Regions from separate parts of the Mus musculus genome. Here regions 1, 2, 3 and 4 are each linked to region 5. Evidence: chromatin contacts called from public ChIA-PET, Hi-C and HiChIP or PLAC-seq data. All regions are on one chromosome and are shown on one strand. Each heading gives the region's core, a stretch centred on a gene start, on an enhancer-like site or on the middle of the called end of the contact. The rest is flanking DNA. Distances are from core to core; before and after follow the strand shown. Region 1 overlaps Gm31955 (a long non-coding RNA gene). Region 2 overlaps Stat4 (signal transducer and activator of transcription 4). Region 3 overlaps Nab1 (Ngfi-A binding protein 1). Region 4 has its middle 8.4 kb from the start of Gm23460. Region 5 holds the start of Gls (glutaminase).

Region 1 (2,700 bases), core at 121-2,620, 130 kb before region 5:
GGCTGGAGAGATGGCTCAGCAGTTAAGAGCACTGACTGCTTTTGTAGAGGTCCTGAATTCAATTCCCAGCAACCACATGTTATGGGGATCCAATGCCCTCTTCTGGTGTGTCTGAAGACAGGTATAGCATACTCATATACATAAATAAATCTTTAAGAAAAAAAAAAAAGAAAATACAGAGACATACCTTCATACAATGTGCATGCATGTGCTCTCATGTTTGCTCTTATGTGAGCCTGTGAAAATGTTACCTCAACAATTTATCTATGTACAAATAGACTTGTTTTTCTTAGAGTTAAGAAGAAAGTGATATTAAAAATTGGGGGGGGGAATTAAATATATGTGAATCGGTATATATCAAGAAAAAATGATATGGAAGTAAGGAGAACAGACATTATTTCCTAATGTTTAAGATGCAATATTAAACAAAACATGACTGGAGCCATAAAGTTCAATTTAACATATGGACTTTGTGGTGGTAACTGTTACTCAAATCTACAGAAAAATCAATCTTCCAGTCCACCTACCTTATGCTTTGTGGGCTGCTCATTTCCTTAGGAAGAACACTATAATCTCACTTTTCTTCAGAGTCTTTCCTTTCTATATTAACTTCATCTCAACATACACAGGAACCTGCTCAGCTCCCAAATCTTGCTTTTGAGGAATGGAAAGACAGAGATTCACTCACATATTTCATTGCTGTTCATACCTAGTCACAGACAGAAAAGCTCTGGTATAGAAATGACCAAACACAATCGTAGTGAATAACCCTCATTTTCTTCAGTCTCAATATAGAACAAAGAAAAGCTAATTTATTCTACAAGTATCCTTCAATCAATGGTTTTTTTTTTTAATCTAATAACTTAAATATAATGGTAAGAGTAAAATTTCATATTAGTGTTTTGAATTCTGGGGTGCCTTTAGCTAGAAAATGCACAGAATAATTATTTAAAAATACAACACCAGGTACAATTATCAAGTTACCAAAGCAATCTAAAACACTATCTTAAATAGCAGTTAGGATATAGCTGCACCATTGCTGTCAAGCTCTCAGAGAAAGGAAGATGGGCTGATGTTTACACATCCCCCCTTCTCCAGCACCTTTTCTGTCTTCATTTGAGCCCATCATAAATGCAAATATGGACTCATTGGGCCCAGTGTTCACTGAAAGCCAAGCAGGAGTTTTGGGGTGAGAACCAGATTAGGGATGACTCATTGGAAGCCAGATGAAAAGCTCCCCTAAAACGGCTCAGAGGCAAATATTTATAAACATGCTTTAAAAGCATTGTGACGCTCTGGGCGGAGGGCTAAGCACCCCTCTCATTCCTGATGATGCCGTTTTGGTAAAACTGCTTTGCTCTGCCTGGGGCTGACCTTGCTCTGAGCCTGTCAGAAGTAGTGCTGCTATATTTGGTAGTATGAGCCTGACTCACTGCTCTTGCTGTTTCGAAATATCGCTGTTTTGATAACCTCAGCCTATCTCTATTTTGACTGCACAAAACATTTATACACTTCTTGTGAAAATCTTGTTTCCTATAGATCTTTCTTTCAGTTTCAATCTGCACAGGGAACCTAAGAGTGATTAAAAGTAGAAATGTGTTTCGTGCTGAGCAAATGTGTACCTCAAGCATTAAGCGTACACTTGAATTCAGCACCACTATGTTGTCCACTGTTTAGAACAGCTTTCTTTACTCCCCAGCGAATAGCAAACAGCTATGTCCATTTGGATAGGTATTTCTGATACACAACAGCTCCAATTTAGATTGGTCAGACTTCTGTTTAATGTCATAGACTGACTGGACTGATTGCAGCTCCTATTAAAGGAAGTAGGTGTGCTGGCCTTGGAAGACTCACATGCTTCCACCTAATTTTATCTTGAAGAGTCACCAGGGGCTCGGGGTAATGGACAAGGGAGCCACCCCTTCCACTGTCCCTTTTCTGGGACTCTTTCTAGAGAACTTGAATTTGTTCGTATCTCTTTTTAAAAGGCATTGAGCTACACAGACTTCTATGAGTAAGAAATAGACTCTTTCATAGATTTCTTTCCTACTCAAGAGCCCAACTGAGTCTAAGGCCATGTTGAAAAAAGGCAACAAAGCTTTGGAGCTCTTGCTTTGAATCTGCCAGGGCCCATTCTGCAGTATATGCATCCTGGACTGTATATCCTGTAAGAACCCTGGCTACATACAACATCTCCCTCCTTTGGTGAAAAGTCTGAGAGCATGGCTTATTTGGATAATGTAACCTCTCTAACTTCTGGAGTTTCCTTTATTAAGTATAAAAAATATTAACAACAAAAAAGGGGAGAACTTAGGACTACCGCTGAGGGAAAGAGGTGGGTTAACAGAAACTTTGACTTCTTCTCAGTCTGCCTCCAGTAAAAGATGGGCTTTTATTTATTTTTTTTCAAAGTGTTCCTCAAAGCTTGCTTATTTATTTATTTATTTATTTATCTAACTATCTATTTATTTTTATTAATCATTCTATTCATTTACATCTCAAATCAGACTGCACTCAGGGACCTTAGTGAGGGATCTGGCAGAAAGACCAGAGAGGAGACTGCAACCCCATAGGAAGAACAACATCAGATGGCCGGACCACCCGGTGCTCCCAGGGACTAGACCAACCACCAAGGAGTGTACAGGGAGGGGTCCATGGCTCCAGATACATAGGTAGCAGAGGATGGCCTTGTCTGACGTC
Region 2 (2,884 bases), core at 295-2,794, 210 kb after region 5:
GGTCAAGAAATACACTGTAACGATCATAGTGGTTATTAGTTACCTTGGTGATTAAAAGGCTATTCAGGGGGCTAGAGTGATTACACGGTGGTTAGAGCACTGTTCTTACAGAGGGCCTAGGTTTGATTCCCAGCACCTACATCGTTGCTTATAACCATCCATAACTCCAATTCCAGGGGATCTGATGCCCTCTTCTGGCCTCTGTGGGCACCAGGTACACACATACCAGGCACACACACACAGTGCACAGACATACATGCAGGCAAACACTCATACAGATAAAATAAAAACAGATACATCTTTTAAAAAATTAAAAACTGGTTGTTCAAGACTCAGTTGGTATATATTAAACTGCATTGTAAAAAGAGATATAAAGGAACTCAAAAATGCCCCACCATGGCTCTAGATTCTCACTCAGAATTTTTAATAACATCTGTGAATTGGATACTTCTGATAGAAAAGACTTAAAACCAATAACACTCACATGCCTGTCAAAGTCTTTGTGTAAGATACTTTACCAAGTATGTGCTATTAACTCATCAGTAATTCTGGGATTAGGATGTATGTTCATTTAGATTCTCAGTAGAGCTCAAAAGAGTTACAAACATCTACAGCTAAAGGTGACTGAACCCTTGCGCACATGAACTCACTGGGCCTGGGTCTGCATACACAAGACCTGCACATGATCAAGCTAGCCCAAGTCCCAGTATGTACAGGGGACTGGCTCACAAAGTCCCACCCCAAGCATAGGGGCAACTGACAATTGATGACTGTAGGCAGGAAGAGTGTTTTATTCAGAGATGTGACCCCTGGGAGGTTTCAATGGTCACTGGGTGACCCTACAGCTACTCATGTACAATAGCACCAAGTGGGATCTGTGGGCTTTAAAAGAAGCTGGGGTTGGGGGAGAATAAGGGAGGGTTCAAGGAAGGGCTATAGGGGTAGATCTGACCAAAAAAATTATATGCATTTTTAAATTCTTAATAAAAATATTATAAAAATAAAGGCATTATAGATATGAGAAAGTAATAGCCTCTAAAATATAGGACATACAAAACATGAAGAAAAATTATAAAAGGTAAAACATTCTTCCCTTCATTAATAAGTTCCTCCATGCACTATGTGGAGAAAATAGTGTAATTTATAGCGGAGGTGACAAAGGGAAACATTCCTGGTGCTCACACTGAGCTGTGCAGCAGGATCCGAGGACTCTACTATATGCATATCATACACTAGTAAAAAGCTTTTTAAGTGATGTACTCGGCCCTAAGAGCATTGCATTAACATTTCTTTTGGCTGAGTATACACCAGTTTCATGATAGCAAAGTGGAGAAGGGAAGAAGGTAAATGTCTCATGTCCAGTTTCGAAGTGATTCTCCATCTGTTGGTTGCTTTATTGTTCTGGCAAGTGAAGAACTTCAAAGCCTGTGGTCCTTTATTATGAAGAGTCACTGCTCTTGACTCAGCTCCTGGAGAGTGGGCATTGGTTCCAAAAGACCACTAGTGCCTCTCCTGTGAAGTTCTAGGGTGTTAGTGTGTGGCTGCCTTACACTTCAGTATTTTGTTGTCTTCAGTTATTGGTTTTTTCTCTTAGCCTTCTTCCTCTGAAAGGTTTCCCCAACTTCTGCTTTTGGCTACCACATCAAACCTTCTCTCTCACACCATTTGTCGTAAACAATACTTTGTAAAACTAGTTCCCCCATCCTCAGAAACTGATGACATCAGGAAGTCAAAGTGTACAATCTGAATTGCTTTTGTGGACTCTGAACTGTATTTACACTGATGTGACATTTGCTCTGCTAGTCAAAGGATATTTATTGGAATAAGGCAATGATCATATTTCAATGTCAGCTCTATTTCTCATTATTACACAAGACACAGAGCCTCTTACTACACACTAAGCTGTGTGCTAAGAGCTGGTAATATGAAGAACAGTGTATGCTGGCAGCTTGGTCTTGTGGCATTAAGTATATATAGACAACGTAGACAATGTAGTTCCAAGTCCTTTATGCTAGTTTTCGTATCAAACTCATATTATCTCTCCTCCCTTCCCCAAACTAATTAAGATGTATTATTATATGTGAAATAACCCAAATTAAGTGATACAATTGTCTCATTTTTAATTCTCTCACATTTTGCATCTATTCATCCATTAAATGTCAGTCCTTTTACCAAATTACCTCACAATTCCAGCACACAGTCTACATCCCGAGTGACGCGTCCCCATTTTTTTCTTGCTGACTTATAATAATGACCAAATAGGTCTTCCCCCAAAAAAAACCCCCATCTATGCCTGATATGCTAAAGTCACGTTGTTGCCATGGAAATCTCTCTCATCACCTATATCTCCAGACAAGGAATGCAAGAACCTAAAGCAAACAGCAAGGAGAGTGACAACGTGCTGAGCTACAGAAAGCCAGTGGGACACAGAATTCCAAGGTCCATCCTGACAGTAGAGAGCAAGTTACAAAAGGCAGGCAGATTGTTTCACAAACAATGCATAGTTTGCCTCCCATGTCTATCCACTAAGGCAGATATCCAGGTTAGATGACAAGAAACAGGCAGTTTCGTGACATTAAGAGCATTTATAGAGGCCTCATTCTTTAAGTACCAACATACTGTTGGCTACTTTTCTTGTTGGTGCAGAGCAAAATATCTGAGGAAAACAACTTAAGGAAGGATTTATTGTGGCTTACATTTGGAGCATACAGTCCATCACAGTGGGGAAATCGTGACAGCAAGAGCATGAAGCACCTGGTCACATCAGATGCAACATTGAGAAGCAGAGAGAAACCAATGTGAGCACTCAGCTTTGATTTGGTCTTTCTGTTCAGTCTGGGATCCCAGACCAAGGAATAGCTCTACCCACATTTTGGGAGAGTTT
Region 3 (2,848 bases), core at 111-2,610, 220 kb before region 5:
TCCATTTATGTCCAGATCTCACTTGTAAGACATAAAAGGGCTCATTTCTGCCAGTTCACCCTCAACCAAAGGAAAAGTTTAATATTGTTGTAGTGATTTAATATGATGTCTAGAACAGAAGCATTTAAAAATAACTCACCAAGCACTAAACTCGATTTTTTAGCATTCACATGACATGCTACTTACCATTAGCTTTCTCTTTTTATTTTTAAAATATTTCATTGATTTTCTATTTTTAAAGTAGTTAATTGGGCCAGTGTGATGATGCCCACTTTTAATTAGTCCTTGAAGGTTGAGGTGGGGCAACTGTAGTTTGAGTTTGGCCTACACAGGAAGACTCAGTTGCAAAAGGAAAAGACATTAATTGGTAAATAAAAATGGTACATATTCAAGTGTATAACATGGGTTATCTACCTGTTTTGAAAATGTGTTCATTGTGTGTGCATGACATGTTTAACACATGCTGTGGCATACATGTGGGGCAGAGGGTAGCTTGGTGGAGCTGGCTCAGAATTGAAACAAGATACTAGGTTTGTGAGCACTGATTATTTAATTTCTGTACACCGTGCATCCTGATTGCCACAGGCAAATTAAGACACCTCAGTGGGAAAGTGGATTCTGGCTGTGCTTGACTGCCACTTACCATTCTTCAGTTTGCTTACCTTTGCTAAACTCTCAGTAGAGTGTTTTAAATTCTACACAGCATCACAAGACAAAGATGTGCACTGTTAGAAACTGGGAAAAACATAAATTCTACTTTATGTTCCAGAATTTTAATCCACTTTTTATGATTCTACAGTTGAACCCAGCACCTCATGCATTCAAGATCAACACTGCCACCAAGCTATGTTCTCAGCCCCTATTTTTTTTAAATCTTTATAATTGCTCTCTATTTAAGTTTTTCATTGTGCCTTCTCCAAAGTATCAACTTGATTTTTTACAACTCCAAAGAAATGTCATGTTGGATGCTGCCATCAAAATCTGATGCTTCAAAATGTAGGTTATACAGGTAACATTGGTACAAGATAGAAATGCAGCAACAAAAGCTAAAAAAAAAAAAAAAAGTCCCATGAGTCTCCTCTGTTAACCAAGGAGTGTCAAATTCCAAGTTTCCTGGTAGTCCAAACAATTTGCTAATCAACCCCATAAGCAGCGTTGCTGTGGTAAGAACCCATGACATTATAAATTAGACTGTACTTCATATTTACACATTGTGAAACCTTGTGAGTCATCTTTGTATTAAAAATTTACACCTCATAGATGTAGGTTTCAAGTGCCGTATTTAGCACCCACACATAATCCAAGCAAGGAATGCCCTTCTCTTCTAACTGCTGCAGACACTTCTCTTGGCAGGTCACTTGGGCTTAAGTACAGAGGCAGCTGCTTAGGCAGTGTGTGTGTAGGTGGAGTCCTGCCAGTAACTGACTCAGCATAAGCTTGGTAATTTTCTGAGGGTAAATGCTATCATCAACTGTCACCTGTGGTCTAGCACCAAACCTGCGCTCGTCCTTCCCAGACAAAAAGATTTCTTTATAAAGATGTTCTCACACACAGGCTCTGCTGAATTTCACCATTTGAGTTTTATCTCCCTCTGACATGCATACTCCTACTCTCAGGTCCTGACTCAGACAAAGTGAGTTCCCACCCACAATTGATGCTGACAAGGCTATCCTTGCCCTTTCAGACAGTCTTCTGTTATCAAAGTGTGTCTGTGTTCATTGTATGAATCCATTTTACATGCATCAGCTAACACGGGTTCTTCGGCTTTATTGATAAGGCACAAGGCAGAGTGTTTGATGAGATTGGGCTATCACAGATACTTAAACTAAAGTTCTTAGGGTAGTTAATGGCAATTTCCAGTTAGAATTAATATGAAGGGTGAAATGAATGGGGAACACCTCATTTTTCAAAGAACATCTTTGATACTGCAAGGTTTTAAATGGGAAGGATGAAGGGTTTCTTTTGCCGAGACTAAGTTTATGAGTGATGGTTGGTTTACATGGGAAAAGTTCATTTTTTTCCTTTGGTTTCATACTAAAAGACAAGACTAGTTCTGTCTCATGAGGCACATGACCTAGAACAGATTAGTCTTCTTAAACTTCTGGGAACTACAACAGTGGGATGTCACAAATCTACTGTTTCCTGGCACAGGGCCAACAGCTTCACATTTAATTGGCATAATCTGTAAGTATTTATCATCTCAGCTATGCAGATGAGAAGACACATCCCTAAGGTGTTAGTAATGGTTTCTATACACCTGGACTAGTCCATGCTTCTGATGCTAATATTCCTTAAATCTAAGGACAAGCATGATACATAAATATGGCACAGTAAACACTACTTATAGATTAGACTTAAATATTCACATATGACAAAACCACCAGACATGCATAAAAATGATCACATTGATAGCTGTGTGAGCCAGTTAGCTAAGTGTCAAGATTCCGGCAGAGATTCTCTGAAGGAAATCAACACAGGGAAGGTTGAATCCAAGGTTGAAGCCAGAAGTAAAACGATCCAACTGCTTGTGACTAGCATGTTGGAACCACCAAGGTGGGGTGTGAAACAGACACAGGCAGATACTGTTACAGATGAAGTAGAAAATCTCTAAAGATTAGAGATGAAACTGGTGGCAAGGAGGGTGCTGACTGAATCCAACCCCTTGGGAAACAATTAGAAGCATCTTAAGGAAATGAGGCTTTGAGAAGATCAGAAATATCCTAAAATAAAACAAGCTGGATTCTTGAGTGTTCCGAGGACATCCACAGGGTTTAAGTGGGTTGCTGCAAGAGGTGTGTGAGGCTGCTGTTGGAGCTGTCCAATCTGAGCTCAAACTGAATGCATGGAG
Region 4 (2,700 bases), core at 182-2,681, 200 kb before region 5:
CATTGATTCCAAATAAGTCAATTCTCTGCTACATATTTGGCTGGAGCAATGGATCCCTCCATGTGTACTCTTTGGTTGGTGGTTTAGTCCCTGGGAGCTCTGGAGAGTCTAGTTGGTTGATATTGTTGTTCTTCCTATGGGGTTGCAAACCCCTTCAGCTCCTTCAGTCCTTCCCCTAACTCCTCCACTGGGGTCCTTGTGCTCAGTTTGATGGTCAGCTACAAGCATTCGAATCTCTATTAGTAGCCCTCACCTGGCAAAGCCTCTCAGGGGACAGCTAAACCAGGCTCCTGTTAGCAAGCGCTTCTTGGCATCAGCCATAGTGTCTGGGTTTGGTGTCTGCAGATGGGATGGATCCCTAAGTAGGGCAGTCTCTGGATGGCCTTTTCTTCAGACTCTGCTCCAGTTTTTGTCCCTGCATTTCCTTTAGACAAAAGCAATTCTGAGTTGATATTTTTGAGACGGGTGAGTCACCCCATCCCTCAACTGGGGGCAGTGCCTATTTATGGAGGTGGTCTCTACAGGTTCTCTCTCCCCTTTGTTGGGTACTTCAGTTAAAGTCATCCCCGTTGTGTCCTGGGAGCCTCTTGCTTCCCTGGCATCTGGGACTATCTAGTGGCTACCCCCAAATCCCTAACTCTCAGTGCTACACAGACAGGGGTTTCTAAGTATAATCTGAAACTAGCAAAAAACAAACAAAACAAAACAAAACAAAACAAACACCATGGCATTTCAGTTTTTAAGAATTACCTTCATTTTTTTCCATTTAATAATTTTTGATAAAACAAAACAAAAACAAAAAAAAACAAAACAACTCTATCATGAGGACTGGATTGGAGGGGGTACATGTACCAAATGCTTTGAAATAGTTCGTAAGCTTTTCTTGGGCACATAATGTTTCCAAAAGGCCATTTGCAGATAGTGTAAACAGTCCTGCCATTCCTCAGGCCTTAAGGGTCTTCATTGCTTGGGACTGTGTCTCCGCCATCACGGCACAACCACTCTCAATTAGTCTAGTAACCCATACCGTGTGTTGAAATTCCCCTTTGTATTACATTATGCAAGCAATACTCTTGAAAGTACTTAATATAATATAGTGATTCTAGACTAAAAGAGAAACCTATAAAGCAGATGTAGAATGCACTAATAACACTTTAATATTTAGCTTTATTATTCACGGTGGTGCTCATCTATGTTTGAAGATCCATAAAATTGATTTTTCTACCCACTGGGGAATAAGTGAGCTATTTAAAACTATAAGCCCACAAACAATCCCCTGAGGCACACGAGAACATAGTTCCCTCCTGATAATCACCCACAATTAGAGCAGACTCTTTCAGATACATAAATTAAAGCAACAAAACGAGGCAGCTATAAATATCCCTGCTTGCTCACCCTGAAGGAATCACGCTGTACACTACAAATCCTCCCCAAAATAACTTTGTTCTATAGTTGCAAGCACTGATAAGAATAAGACGTAGAACCACCAGATGGGAAGGAATCCTATTTCCTGCAAATCCTTTCTCCTAAACCAGATTGGATCAAATCTCCCAGAGGGAGAAGGATCTGTCTTTATCTGCTCACCCATGGATTAGACTTAAGAAGCCTGTGGGTGTCGCTGATCTCACCTACGTGGTGCCTGAGTTAGTCACTCTCCACCCTGGTCACAGCACACCTGAAGAAAGCACTTAGGGAGGAGGCACCATAGGGGCACACCGTTTTAGAAGTTTTAGTTCATGTTTCTGTAGCTTTGCAGCTTCTGGGCTGAGCATTTTGAGAAAGAAACCCTGTCAGGAAGTATTTGATGGAGTCAAGTCACACCACCTTCTGGCAGACGAGAAATGGAGAGAAACTGGAGATGAAGGTAACAAAATAGACCTTTGCAGAGCATGCCTCACCCCCAGCAGCATCTGGCGTCCTTTAACTAGTCCTGTCTCCTAAGTTTTCACCACTTCCTCAAGATGCCCTCAAACTATCACTCATTAGTGGAGTACTGCACTGATGAGGTTGGTTCCTCATGGTCCATTTATCTCTGAATAGCCACTAGCTGGAGAGGAAGCCCTTACCACATGGAAGATACCATACATCCAAATCATACACTATCTATACATCCCCAAGGAAGCCAGAAATGGGCAAAATTGCAGACTCCCATACAGTGTGGTTAGTGCTCAGGAGCTGTGCATCTCTTCTCATCCATGGTTGATGCTCCAGGCCCAGACACGAAAACTTTGCCTTTAAGACTCTCAGGTGCTAAATCCAGTATCCAGATGGATGTGGAGGTTCAATGGCAGACTGAGGGCCAAAATCTAGAGCCAGCATGGTGCTAATCAGTCATGGTCAGAGGTTCTGAAGGGCTAAGGTAGATGACCCACGAAGAACCTCTGGTGTGAGATGGGCTACATCACCACCCACAAGTGTCAAGTACAGAAATTTCTTCCTCAGAACACTCTTAGCATGAACCTCTCTGAAGACAATTGGCTAATTAGGAGACATGTTTATACAGCACCAATTTCTTTTGATGATAACTATTATAATCAAGAAGCAACATCAAAATTAGAAAGACAAAAAAATCTACAGCTCACAGAGACAGCAGTTCATTAATGGCTTTGGAAGGTTTATCTTAGGCCAACTTTGTGTTTAGTTTATAAAATCAATGAAATGATAAGAATTGTTTATGAGACTCTCTAAATTCTAGCCTGC
Region 5 (2,700 bases), core at 74-2,573:
AGCAACCCATAAGTTAGAAAGACAAAGTTAGATATTATTAAGGGTAACATTTGCTATCTCTCCCCTAGAATGTATTGTTTTTCCTAAATATATAACTTTGATTCACTAATATTAATATTTTTGACAAACTAACCTTAAGCAATAATAAAAGCCACCCAAGTAATATAAAATTCTGGCTTTTTTTCCCCCCACAAGGTCATTTCCTTCACACTTTTTATTTTTATCTAAAGAGCAGGTTGAAAACAAAACAAAAACTTGAGCATGACAAGCCTGTAGGCACAGTCAGATTCTTTGGTTACTAATCTCGTTCAACATGTACAGATTGATTGGATTACTAAATCTGGTGAATTACATATCCTGCTAACTTTGGTGAATCTATGCATTTAAGCCTATCTGTTTCAGGAAATGGTTTAAAAAGCGGTTTTAGTCCTGAGTGGTATATGTGTGCAGACTCAGGAAACATATGATGCACACACATCTAAAAGGATACATGGATGAGGTGATGCTGTGCTGAAACAGTTTTGAGACATGGTATTCAGATGCTTCTATTTTAAAATGGCTTTTAAAATAGAAAAAGGATCTGCAGTATTTTGCTTTCAAGTCAACTGGTACTAATGAAATAATCGCCGTTCAAAAGATTTGGAGAAATCTTGTAGAAGATAGAAGAGATCCACCCTTACTCTGGCTTTTTCTCTATTCTTCGTTGTTCCTACGCTCAAACGTTCTAAATGTCTTAAGTTGCATAGCTGAAAGGATTTTGCTCATTTTTTCCAAAACATTTCGCTTCTGGGCAGTAGCCAACCATGGAAAGTTTTAAGCACATTTGGGAGAGGGATGAAGCTAGTCAGGGCGGCCTTGGCAGAACCGATGCCTTCAGAGGGGCGGACACATTCCCCTAACCGAGGGGGCGAGCAGTAGGTTTGGACCAGACGATCTGCCACCGCCAGCCTCCCTCCAGCCTTGGGCGGCCTGAACAGGCGCACTCCAGCTTCCTCAATAGCTGGAGGACGTGCTTCCCTGGAGCGCACCTGCCTGGTGAATGGCCAGACTCCGGAGCTACGGGTCCTCGCCCAGCTTGGCCTCAGGTGGCCCGAGGCAAGGGGGAAGAGCGGTCGGCGGGGCTGACACACGTCAGTCGTCCTTCTCCCCGCCCTCCAGGACCCAGCGGGACTGCGTACGGGCGCGGAGACAAATTTGACCGATTCTCTAGCCAATCAGAAGAGAGGTCGGCAGGCTGAGCCAATGGAAGAGCTTGCAGGGGGCAGGCCGTCAGCGTCCTCCCGCCCCCGGTTGGTGAGCCTGGTATGTCTCCAGCCCTCCCTTGAGCGTCAGTCTCAGTGCGGAGCTCGCGGCGGCCAGAGCAACTTCGGCTGGCTGCAGGCTGGGCGGCGGCGGCGGCGAGGGCGGCGGCGTTGGCGGCGGGAGCGGCGGAGCTGGGGCCACACCCCGTCCCGGACTTTTTCTCTTTCCAGTCCTCTCCCCGCCGTGCGGGACACGGTTCCGGGAGCAGAGCGGCCGCCCACGCCCCAAGCATCCTCATCTGACGAGCGGGCGCCGGCGGTATGATGCGGCTGCGAGGCTCGGCGATGCTACGGGAGCTGCTCTTAAGGCCGCCCGCCGCCGTCGGAGCCGTCCTGCGGCGCGCGCAGCCCCTCGGCACGCTGTGCCGGCGCCCCCGGGGCGGGAGCCGGCCGACCGCTGGCCTGGTGGCCGCTGCGCGACTCCACCCGTGGTGGGGCGGGGGCGGCCGCGCGAAGGGCCCCGGCGCGGGCGGCCTGTCCAGTTCGCCCTCGGAGATCCTACAGGAGCTGGGGAAGGGGGGTACGCCGCCACAGCAGCAGCAGCAGCAGCAGCAGCAGCCAGGGGCGTCGCCACCCGCAGCCCCGGGCCCCAAGGACAGCCCGGGGGAGACCGACGCGTTCGGCAACAGCGAGGGCAAGGAGATGGTGGCCGCGGGCGACAAGTGAGTTGCGTGGGTGAGGCTGAGGGGAGGGGTCGGGCCCTGGGCGGTGGGCGGTGGCGGTGCGGCTTAGCAACGGAGGTTCGCGGAAGAGAAAGAAAGCGATGCCAGGCGGCCTGCGACGGCTGTGCCATGTGATTAGGCCCGGCCCCGCCCGCGCCCCTCGCCTGCTCCCACTTCCCCTCCGTGGCCGGCGCGAGTCGCCCCGGGGTGACGGGTGAGCGCCGGGAGGGTCTTGCCTGCTGAAGCCCCTGCCGGGCAGAGGCTGCTGTCCGGCCGCGCCGCGTGCTCAGCGCCCCGGCTCTGCGAGGGTGATGCCACGCGAACCTCCATCTCTCCCGAGTGACATTGAGGAGTCGGGCGTAGAGCGGAGCTTCTACCTTCCCGATTCACCTTTTTGCCAGGCCGCAGTTCCCCCATTCTGTAAGCCTCCACCACCATCCCACTGGATGCCAGATGTGGCCTTGGGTTCTTAATCCTCCTGAGGTGGATCGTTTTGGCGTGCGTAGAGCCATCTGGGCCACCGGAAATAATGCTTCAGAAATGAGATTAGGCGGAATAGGGACATGTGGCCTAGAGGACGAGGAACGCAGCATGGACCACCTGTTCCTATCGGGACCAGTGATGGCTTGTCTGATGTCTTCTGTGCGGTGGACAGATTTTTAAAGGATAAAATTGTTTTAAAAGCACAAAAATAAGGTGACATAAAATACACAAAATCTAAGTAGTTTTAGGGACTT

The links. Hi-C and Micro-C count contacts between places; a contact is called where the count stands out from the background. ChIA-PET counts read pairs in DNA pulled down with a chosen protein or histone mark. HiChIP or PLAC-seq counts read pairs in DNA pulled down with a chosen protein or histone mark.
Region 1: an RNA polymerase II ChIA-PET map of memory CD8 T cells shows a contact between it and region 5, with 78 read pairs. The contact joins the enhancer-like site here to the promoter of Gls in region 5. A contact is called at or near these places in 1 of 484 Hi-C or Micro-C datasets (regulatory T cells), 5 of 115 datasets of contacts at active chromatin or transcription factors (CD8 T cells, bone marrow-derived macrophages, effector CD8 T cells and 2 more) and 2 of 9 other capture datasets (adipose tissue and pancreatic islet).
Region 2: a contact with region 5 is called in a Hi-C map of regulatory T cells, with 3 times the contacts expected there. The contact joins the enhancer-like site here to the promoter of Gls in region 5. A contact is called at or near these places in 9 of 484 Hi-C or Micro-C datasets (CD4 T cells, CD8 T cells, LSK cells and 5 more) and 2 of 115 datasets of contacts at active chromatin or transcription factors (CD8 T cells and effector CD8 T cells).
Region 3: a FOXA1 HiChIP or PLAC-seq map of pancreatic cancer cells shows a contact between it and region 5. The contact joins the enhancer-like site here to the promoter of Gls in region 5. A contact is called at or near these places in 4 of 39 promoter capture datasets (the C10 cell line, the HPC-7 cell line, embryonic stem cells and 1 more), 2 of 484 Hi-C or Micro-C datasets (both in the G1E-ER4 cell line), 2 of 115 datasets of contacts at active chromatin or transcription factors (pancreatic cancer cells and trophoblast stem cells) and 1 of 9 other capture datasets (adipose tissue).
Region 4: a Hi-C map of cortical neurons shows a contact between it and region 5, with 2.4 times the contacts expected there. The contact joins the enhancer-like site here to the promoter of Gls in region 5. A contact is called at or near these places in 4 of 39 promoter capture datasets (the C10 cell line, the HPC-7 cell line, embryonic stem cells and 1 more), 1 of 484 Hi-C or Micro-C datasets (cortical neurons), 2 of 115 datasets of contacts at active chromatin or transcription factors (embryonic stem cells and heart atrium) and 1 of 9 other capture datasets (adipose tissue).

What each region holds. Positions count from the first base shown.
Region 1 is chr1:52,365,296-52,367,995 of GRCm38.p6, reverse strand. It overlaps Gm31955 (a long non-coding RNA gene), which reads right to left. Exons shown (of 3, transcript XR_373401.2): 3 at 329-709. Among named protein-coding and RNA genes, the nearest start is that of Gm31955, 61 kb to the right of the region's middle. Within about 2 kb of position 1,370, at least 30 of the 459 cell types and tissues checked have an H3K27ac peak or open chromatin away from gene starts, as enhancers often do. A contact at or near this core is called in CD8 T cells, adipose tissue, bone marrow-derived macrophages and 2 more, where this site is marked.
Region 2 is chr1:52,021,136-52,024,019 of GRCm38.p6, reverse strand. All of the region lies in intron 3 of Stat4 (signal transducer and activator of transcription 4), which reads right to left. Among named protein-coding and RNA genes, the nearest start is that of Stat4, 14 kb to the right of the region's middle. Within about 2 kb of position 1,544, at least 82 of the 459 cell types and tissues checked have an H3K27ac peak or open chromatin away from gene starts, as enhancers often do. A contact at or near this core is called in CD8 T cells, effector CD8 T cells, neutrophils and 1 more, where this site is marked.
Region 3 is chr1:52,453,398-52,456,245 of GRCm38.p6, reverse strand. It overlaps Nab1 (Ngfi-A binding protein 1), which reads left to right. Exons shown (of 8, transcript NM_008667.3): 8 at 1-397. Among named protein-coding and RNA genes, the nearest start is that of Gm23460, 10 kb to the right of the region's middle. Within about 2 kb of position 1,360, at least 44 of the 459 cell types and tissues checked have an H3K27ac peak or open chromatin away from gene starts, as enhancers often do. A contact at or near this core is called in the G1E-ER4 cell line and pancreatic cancer cells, where this site is marked.
Region 4 is chr1:52,434,807-52,437,506 of GRCm38.p6, reverse strand. No RefSeq gene overlaps it. Among named protein-coding and RNA genes, the nearest start is that of Gm23460, 8.4 kb to the left of the region's middle. Within about 2 kb of position 1,431, at least 15 of the 459 cell types and tissues checked have an H3K27ac peak or open chromatin away from gene starts, as enhancers often do. A contact at or near this core is called in cortical neurons, where this site is marked.
Region 5 is chr1:52,231,855-52,234,554 of GRCm38.p6, reverse strand. It overlaps Gls (glutaminase), which reads left to right and starts at 1,323. Exons shown (of 18, transcript NM_001081081.2): 1 at 1,323-1,963. The coding sequence starts at 1,563.